2 separate regions of the Acanthopagrus latus genome follow, and region 2 is linked to region 1. A link is a contact called in public Hi-C data. All regions are on one chromosome and are shown on one strand. The core of a region is the stretch at or near the end of the contact, and the rest is flanking DNA. Distances in the headings are between cores, read along the strand shown. Region 1 holds the start of LOC119013405 (solute carrier family 35 member F2-like). Region 2 holds the start of LOC119030978.

Region 1 (3,961 bases), core at 863-3,362:
TTATAGGATTCAAATACATCATTTTCTTTTTAATGATATTTAATTTCTCAGGTCTTCATTTGTTATTAATCCCAAACTAACAGAAACTAATCAAGTTACATTACTTTGATATTGTAATCAGGTGAATTCAGGTAATCTGGACACCTCAGCTCAAATGTTACTGTTTTCTGTTCTGTACTTTTACCATAAAATTAATTAAATTAAATGTGAATGAAATCACATGACTTCATGGGGGTGAGGTCACAGAAAGGACAGGGCACGTGTACATATTATGTATACAAGAATCTATGTCTTACTTTTTTATTATATTGTTTATTTTTTACTATTATTGTTCTTTATTGTTAAATTGAACTGTCCTTAAGCTGCTGTGACACACAAATATCCCTGTTTGCAGGACCAGTAAAGTAGTTCTGATTCTGAATCTGAGTCAATCATGATCCCTGGGAATTGCACGACTTAATATTCTGATCAGTCATAAATAAGGAAATTATTCTAAGACTTTATGGCATTATGTTTGTTTTGGGACGTCACATGGTTCTGACATCAGAGCAGCCTAAAGTGCACTAACAAAGGAAAGTGTATCGACCCTGATGTCCAGTAGGTGGCGCCTGCTTGACACAGTTCCCCCAGGTTTGACAACTCCTATCTCCCACTGTCTGAGAGCGCACCTGAAAGCATCCCACTGTGTCAAAATCCCTAGCAGAGAAAAAGAATAAGTATATTTCACCAAACTTTGATGTGGAATAAAAAACGTTCTAACATAAGTAGTAAAAAATAATAATTATTGTTCTCTGGTAAGAATTTGATAAAGTATTACTCGAAAAGTACACAGTAAAAGTACTTTATATTGTGCATGCAGGTAGTCTGGGAAGTACTATGTTCAGCAGTATATGAATCTTGGACTACTTATGGAAAATGTGTTTTTTAATTTTCATTCCACATCAAAGTTGGGCAAAATATCCCCTTTTCTCTGTTAAGGACTCTGACACATTCAATTCTGACAGGATTTAATAAAAAAAATAAACTTTATTTCTATAGCACTTTTAAAAGCAAGGTTTACAAAGTGCTTTGACAGACAAAGCAAGAATACAATTTACAATTACAAAGGACGATAAAATAGATTGCATGAAATGATTTTAATAACAGAGGAAAAAAAACGTAGAACAGAACTCAAAGACAGTTGAAGTAAAAATAAACATACAAGGACCACATCACATAAAGGCAAGTCTATAAAAGTGGGTTTTAAGAAGTGATTTAAAAGAATTTAATAATATATTTTTAAAGAATATATACAATTGGAAGCTTAGATGTTGCTGGACAAACTGTAAGGAGCCATTTTACATAGTAAACAAGGATCTGTAAAATGATGGACACATTTTTTGGAGCATCGTGTCATAACTGGAGCCAGTTAGTCCAGTGAAATTTGAAAAGTCTAGAAGTCTCTGTTTGCCGTCTAACAAAGAACATAGTATTTCTAGTTTCGCCTAATTTGGCACAAATAATGGTTTATTACATCTGTATTAGATTACTTAGGGTATGACTGTGTATATCTACTGCATAATATTTCTATTTCTTTTTGTCTACATTGACAAAAAAGTACAGCTTATTACATATTATTAATGAACTCTGAAATAAAGGGCGGCCAGACATTTTGCTGGTGCTTTTCTCCCTCTCCCTCCCACAGAGAGTTTTCTCTATTCAAACTTACTTACGCACACAATTTCTTGAGAAATGTTCTAGTTTTGCATCTTAACCTTCAAGGTACCTTTCAAATTAATGTAATTGAGTAAAAAAGTACAATATTTACAATACTTTAATTTGTTGTGGAATAGAAGTGTAAAGTAATATAACATGTAGGAAGTATGTAGATAAAGTACTTGAGTTGATGTAGTTAGTTTCCACCATTTCCATAAAAATCACACCATGATCAACTGAGTTACTTTTCCTCCAACACGAGTCGTTGTATCATCAGCAGATAACAGCTGAGAGTGAAAACAAGTGGAAGCGCGGTGATGATTTCTTTAAATGCTTCTTTCATCATCAGTTCTTATCTGAAAGTGCTGCAGGCTGTCTTCAACTCGCTCCTGAAGATAAGTGAAAGATTGATCTTTGCCCTCTGGGTCCATTAATCATTCAGCTCTGGCACAGTGAAAGTCAAGGATTTAAAAGCTCCCAACAGTGAAAACTCAGAGAGGAATCCTCCGTCAGTGCAGCAACATGGATACTAAACAGCCTGAGGGAGCATCCAGAGATGAAGACCGGAAGAGTGGATTCATGATGAGGGTCAGGAAATTCAACCTCAAGGAAGTTTTGACCTGGTGAGTGGACGAGACGGGAAGAGAAGCAAGCTGGAGGGAAAAGTTAGTACAAACGTTTCTGTGTTTCTGTGGAGCAGAGATGAAGTCAGCAGTCTGAGGTGGAGAAGGTACACTTATGTTCAAACAGTGGTGCTGTTACTTTTCTGATATTTTAATTCAATTTTAGTAAAATTACTCACTTTAAAGTCTACTGAAGATTTTATGGAAAGTAACTTAATACATTTATTCAGTAACTGCACTCAACTTTTAGATACTTGTACTTTTTACTTGTGTATTTCTATTTCATACTTTATTTAACTGCAGTTCAGAGGTGAACATTACACTGTTTACTCCTGAATGAATCTGATAACTTAAGTTTCTTTGCAGATTAATAAAACAAAATATACTCAACAAATAAATTGGCTTATTATCATTAATTGATGCCAAGGACAAACTTAACAAGCAATGCTGCAGTGTGTAAAATAATTTAAACCATCATTACAAATCATGAAAGTGATCTACACATTAATGCATTGGTAATTACATTACTATAATATGATGTGATACAATATAATATTCATATTTCTGAAATGGTACATTCTAAATCATAAGTAATTTTACTAATTTATGCAGGCCTGTATTTTGAAGCGAGAACTTCTGCTCATTTATTTAAGTATAACAGATTTTTATTGATAATAGAGTAAAACTTTATTTACATAACCTCTTTCATGTTACAGCGCGCTTCACAAAACCAAAATACAAAGCACATAAAACCAGCTGAGAGCAACAGAGACTCAACCCAGAGAGCACAAAGAGAGTAAAACATGATTTTTGGTGGGTTTTGTCTTGGAACAGACGATATGATCTGCACTGTGGTGCTGCTTCTCTTCCTCAGTAAAAGATCTGTGCACTATTTAACAGACATTTAAAATGCAGTCAGGGTGAAGTTATTCATTCTTCAGCAGACACTCCTTGATGTGATGTATTTGTGCGAGTCTTAGGTGACACAGTCGAGGTTCAGTGATCTGTAAACTGTAAGTGATGACGTAAACAACACGATTGCTCGTGAAAATAATGTTGAAAAACAAAACATTTTCCTGTAGAAGAAGGAAGAATATGGAAGAGGCCACAGATGAGCTGGTAGATCGCTGCTTATTGAGCAGGTATTTGTTTTCGGTACAGTTTTCATTGTCTATGATATGTTTAGGTTGTTTAAACAAATGTTTATAATAGAAACCGATATAAGATAACAACAGGTCTTTACAGGGAGAGTTGATCATACGGGGAAACAACGATTCACTGAAGTGGTTTCATTCTGCTCATCTCTTTGAAAAAAATAAGCCAATAAGAACTAATCTGTTCTGGAAAATGTTTAAAGTGGACGAAGCTGAATAATCCTTGAAACTCCCTGGTGGACTGACGGATGTTGCTCTGTCTCTCAGGCAGTTGGCGAGGACGTTGGCGATGGGTCAGGGCCTGGCGGCGCTCATCTGTGGGACGGCCGTCACCTCTCAGTACCTCGCCACGAGCTTCGGTGTGAACACGCCGATGATGCAGAGCCTCTTTAACTACACCCTGCTGTGTGTCACCTACACCACCATGCTGCTCTGCAGATCAGGTAACACCACCTCTGAACACCTGAGAATAATACCTGTGATGTCGTC
Region 2 (3,961 bases), core at 492-2,991, 930 kb after region 1:
TCACAGCCAGAAAGTTGGCGGTTACGTGACGCGGACGCAGGCCAATAAAAAGGAAGAATAGGCCAAATGTTACTGTGAAACTACAACATTTTATCCTGTGGACCAACGTAGCTATTATACAGACTGGGTTGATGACACATAAACTCTGGAATGTGCATGCATGCTAAGATTATGTTTTAACCTAATCTGGACGTGGAGATGTTGGAGTGTTATTTTAAGTGGTTCACTTGTAACCTAGTGACTGCTGCAGCTGTGTGTATGGGTTCTGCTACTATAAAGGATGAGGAGAGACTCCCTCTCTTCAGTCATCAGCTGTCTGCTGACGATGTGTGACTCTTGCTTACAAGCAATAAAGAACTTATAGAGAAGAAATATTGTGTCGAACTTGATGTTTCACCAACTCTCATCTGCAATAGAAAAGCGACTGATTTGCAGTTGCCACAACAGTTTGTATAGCCTGCACACAAAAAAACCACAAAACAAACAGACAGATGTTTTCTGTTTGTTATGCATACGTGAAATAACTGAAGCACTGCTGCCCTGAGGAATGACAGTAAAATGACTTTCTGCAACACCCATCTGACTCTCAATATACAAACTGGGTAGAAACAGTGTTTGTGACGTGCATCAGTGTTGCAACATCCTCCTTCTCAGGACTCATGATCTGAACATTTCTAAGTGATAACAGAAAGTTTCCTGAAAACATGGTGCTGCTGTCCAATCAAAACCACTCATCTCCCAAGTGTGAACTTTTCATGACCTAAGAAAGTTTATCAGCGACTGATCAGAAAACATCCTGCTCTCATTTCTTTCCTCACCCTGGGCCCTAATACTCCTCCGTATACAGCAGCCATGTTTTCAGCTTTGTGGCGATGCATTTTTCAGGTGATTCACTGAGTTTGTTAAAGGTTTGTTTGGCTTCAGAAATACGAGAACCGTCTCAGCTCATAACGGACCTTCAGTTTGATCACACAAATCAAAAACACCACATTTGGAGATTACATGGTTTTGACTGGAAAACATTTGAGTATCTTCAAGCTGTGGTACAATCTGACCAATAACTCTGGACACACGCACCCGTAAAATCTGCCACCAAGTAATACAATACACGTGTAATACATGCCACAGCAGTAGGTGGGGATGTAAGGTAAAACAGGAAGGCTGTTTTAACCAATCAAAATAGTTTAAAACCTGAAAGGAGCAGCGTGGCAAATACCAAAACCCAAACAACAATGGCGACTCGAAAGGGTGCATCGTTTGTTTGCTAGCAGAAGGAGCAGTCTTCTTCATCCAGGCGCCGCTGTTGTTGCATTAGTTTGAGCAGCTGGACATGACAGCTGAACACAGCTGTCAGCAAGACAATAAACAACAACTTTCTCACGTCCATTTTAGCCAAGTTATCAAGCGAAGCTAGTTAACAACCTCTAACTGTCATTACTCTCTGTGTTTACATTGCTGTGCGTGCAATATTTACAGAGGCACGCGCTCAGCTCTGACGTAAGCAATGGAAATATTTGGGGTTGTCATATCCCTCTCCTGCTCCTCCCCCCTCCTCTCTGACGGAGTCTCCAGCCTGAGTTTCTCCACCTTCACCTGCATTACTGTTAGCACTCCCTGCCTCGTTGTCCACTTCTGGGTCCTGCCAAAAACTAAGGCAACAACAAGCTGATTAGAAATGACAAATATAATTCAGTTATTTATCAGGTTAAAAAGAGCTGTTATCATTTTAAATATTGTTTTTATGATATTTCATTAAATGTAATTCAGAATAAACATTATTATACATTAATTTTGTCATCTGCTGAAGCTCAATGTTTCTTATGTTTTACTGATGCAGTAATTAAGCAAAGCAAACTAACACGTGTCACACATGTCTAATTACATGTTACAAGAAATAATGCAAATAATGAAGATTGTCAGGAGCCATGGTGTAACAGCAGGTCACTAGTTTGTGGACTTCTGTTCAGAAGAATCTTGCAGTAAACTCAAGTTAAAACCTTTAATGTGTCTAAAAGTCATTTCACAACATGTGTCTGATCTTTTGATTAGATTCCTTGGTACAGAGCCGAAAGCGTCAAAGTTTCCTGTGATGGTGAGATAAAGAAGTCACCTCCCTCCAGCCACTAATGACAAGCTGCTGATGAGGGTTAATATAGAGATAATCGGGTGAGAGGTGTCAGTGTTTGCTCGTCCTCAGAGCAGAATGGCTGCAGTCGCAGAGCTCTCCTTCCTGCTGTTTGCTCTCATCAACAACATTCATGCAGAAGAACGTATCTTCATCGAAAGGGAATCAGACTCTTTCACCTTCAGACTCCCTGAGGACGCCGACTCCTGCCTGATCTCCAGATTTGTTGGTGAGGAGAAGCTCGTCCTGTGGAATACCTCTGCCCTCTGGTCCCAGAACTCCACAGTACCTGAAGACTTGAAACAACGACTGTCAGTTGTCACCAGCAACAGTATTTCTTCTTACATGATCCAGAACCTGACCCACTCAGACTCCGGTCAGTACCAAGAGAAGTGTTGGGGCAACGTGATGTATGAGAACAACATCACTATTATTGTTTGTAGTACGAGAAATGAATACAAAGATATTGAAGTCAGAGCTGGAGAAACAGTGGACCTGCCATGTGAGGGAGCAGCTGACAATCTGGACATCCAGTGGCTCAAGAGTGATTCTGGATATTGGACCAGCTTCTGGACAAGAGTTTTTGAGGACAGTGTAACATCGGTGATGGACAATGTTGAAGGAAGATCCCAAGAGGTGAAAACCTCATCAGGACTTCGTATTTACAACCTCACGTTAACAAAGTTCAATTATTACGCCTGTCTGGTGATGAACCAACAGCAGTGTGTCAGCAGTCACTCTGTACAGTTAAACCTACTAGATGAGTCGATCCTCCACACAGTGGGAGAGACAGCTGTGTTACAGTGTCCTGCTGCTGAGTTCACTGACGACCAGCTTCCACTTTGGAGGGTGACTAATGTGATATCGTCCACCTCAGAGGCGGGAAAAAACTACTCACTGGTGGTTTCATCACTTCAGTTAAATGACTCAGGTTATTACGATTGTGAAATCTACAACCATTTTCAACGGTATTACCTGGTGGTGTGCCCCAAACCTGGCCCACCTGCTGTCGAGCTCTTCTCAGAAGGAGACAACGTCACTTTCAGATGCAGAGGTCGGATAGAGGGTTGGGGGTACCACTGGTGGATCAAGACAAACCAAACAGAAGACAGACTCTTGAGTGAATCTAATTTAGCACCTGATTCTGATCTGCAGAGCAGACTGAGCAGATTTAGAGAAGATGGCTTGATGATTCTTTCTAATGTCTCACTGGAAGACACAGGAGAGTATTTGTGTTCCGTTTCTGGCCCAGATGGACCGTGTATGTCATTGTCCAGAACTGTTCTGAAGTCCAGAGAGCCCTCTGGGATGGACTTCACCCTCTACACAGTGAGGTCCTCACTGCTCCCTGGTCTGCTGGTGATCCTCTGTGTTGTTGTGGTGGCTGTGAACCAGAGGACCAGGGGAGGAGAGCAGCGTCCAGCTCAGACAGACACTTAATAAACAAACTGTATGTTCATACTTACTCATCATCATGGTTTATCACCTGTTGTACATGTAAGTACTCATTTCATCTTTAATACAGGAGGTTCTATATTATATTATATCATATTATTACCATTTTTTGGCCTTTTCTGGCTTTATTTATAGTACAGCTGAAGAGTGTGACAGGAAACGGGGTAAGAGAGGGGGAGTGACACGCAGCAAGGGGACCCGGGCTGGGAGTCGAACCCAGGTCTGTATTGTATTATGTAATATCATTTTACATTATATTATATTATATTATATTATATTATATTATATTATATTACATTATATTATATTATATTATATTATATTATATTATATTATATTATATTATATATGTTGATGGTGTCCAATTCATGTAAATTGAAC

The links. A called contact is a pair of places that touch in the nucleus more often than the background predicts.
Region 2: a contact with region 1 is called in a Hi-C map of muscle, with 10 times the contacts expected there. The contact joins the promoter of LOC119030978 here to the promoter of LOC119013405 in region 1. A contact is called at or near these places in 2 of 4 Hi-C or Micro-C datasets (liver and muscle).

The regions. Positions count from the first base shown.
Region 1 is chr2:2,618,089-2,622,049 of fAcaLat1.1, forward strand. LOC119013405 (solute carrier family 35 member F2-like) reads left to right here and starts at 2,113. Exons shown (of 8, transcript XM_037087900.1): 1 at 2,113-2,318; 2 at 3,740-3,915. The coding sequence starts at 2,218.
Region 2 is chr2:3,545,477-3,549,437 of fAcaLat1.1, forward strand. LOC119030978 reads left to right here and starts at 1,742. Exons shown (of 2, transcript XM_037119014.1): 1 at 1,742-2,501; 2 at 2,598-3,821. The coding sequence starts at 2,204. The coding sequence ends at 3,565.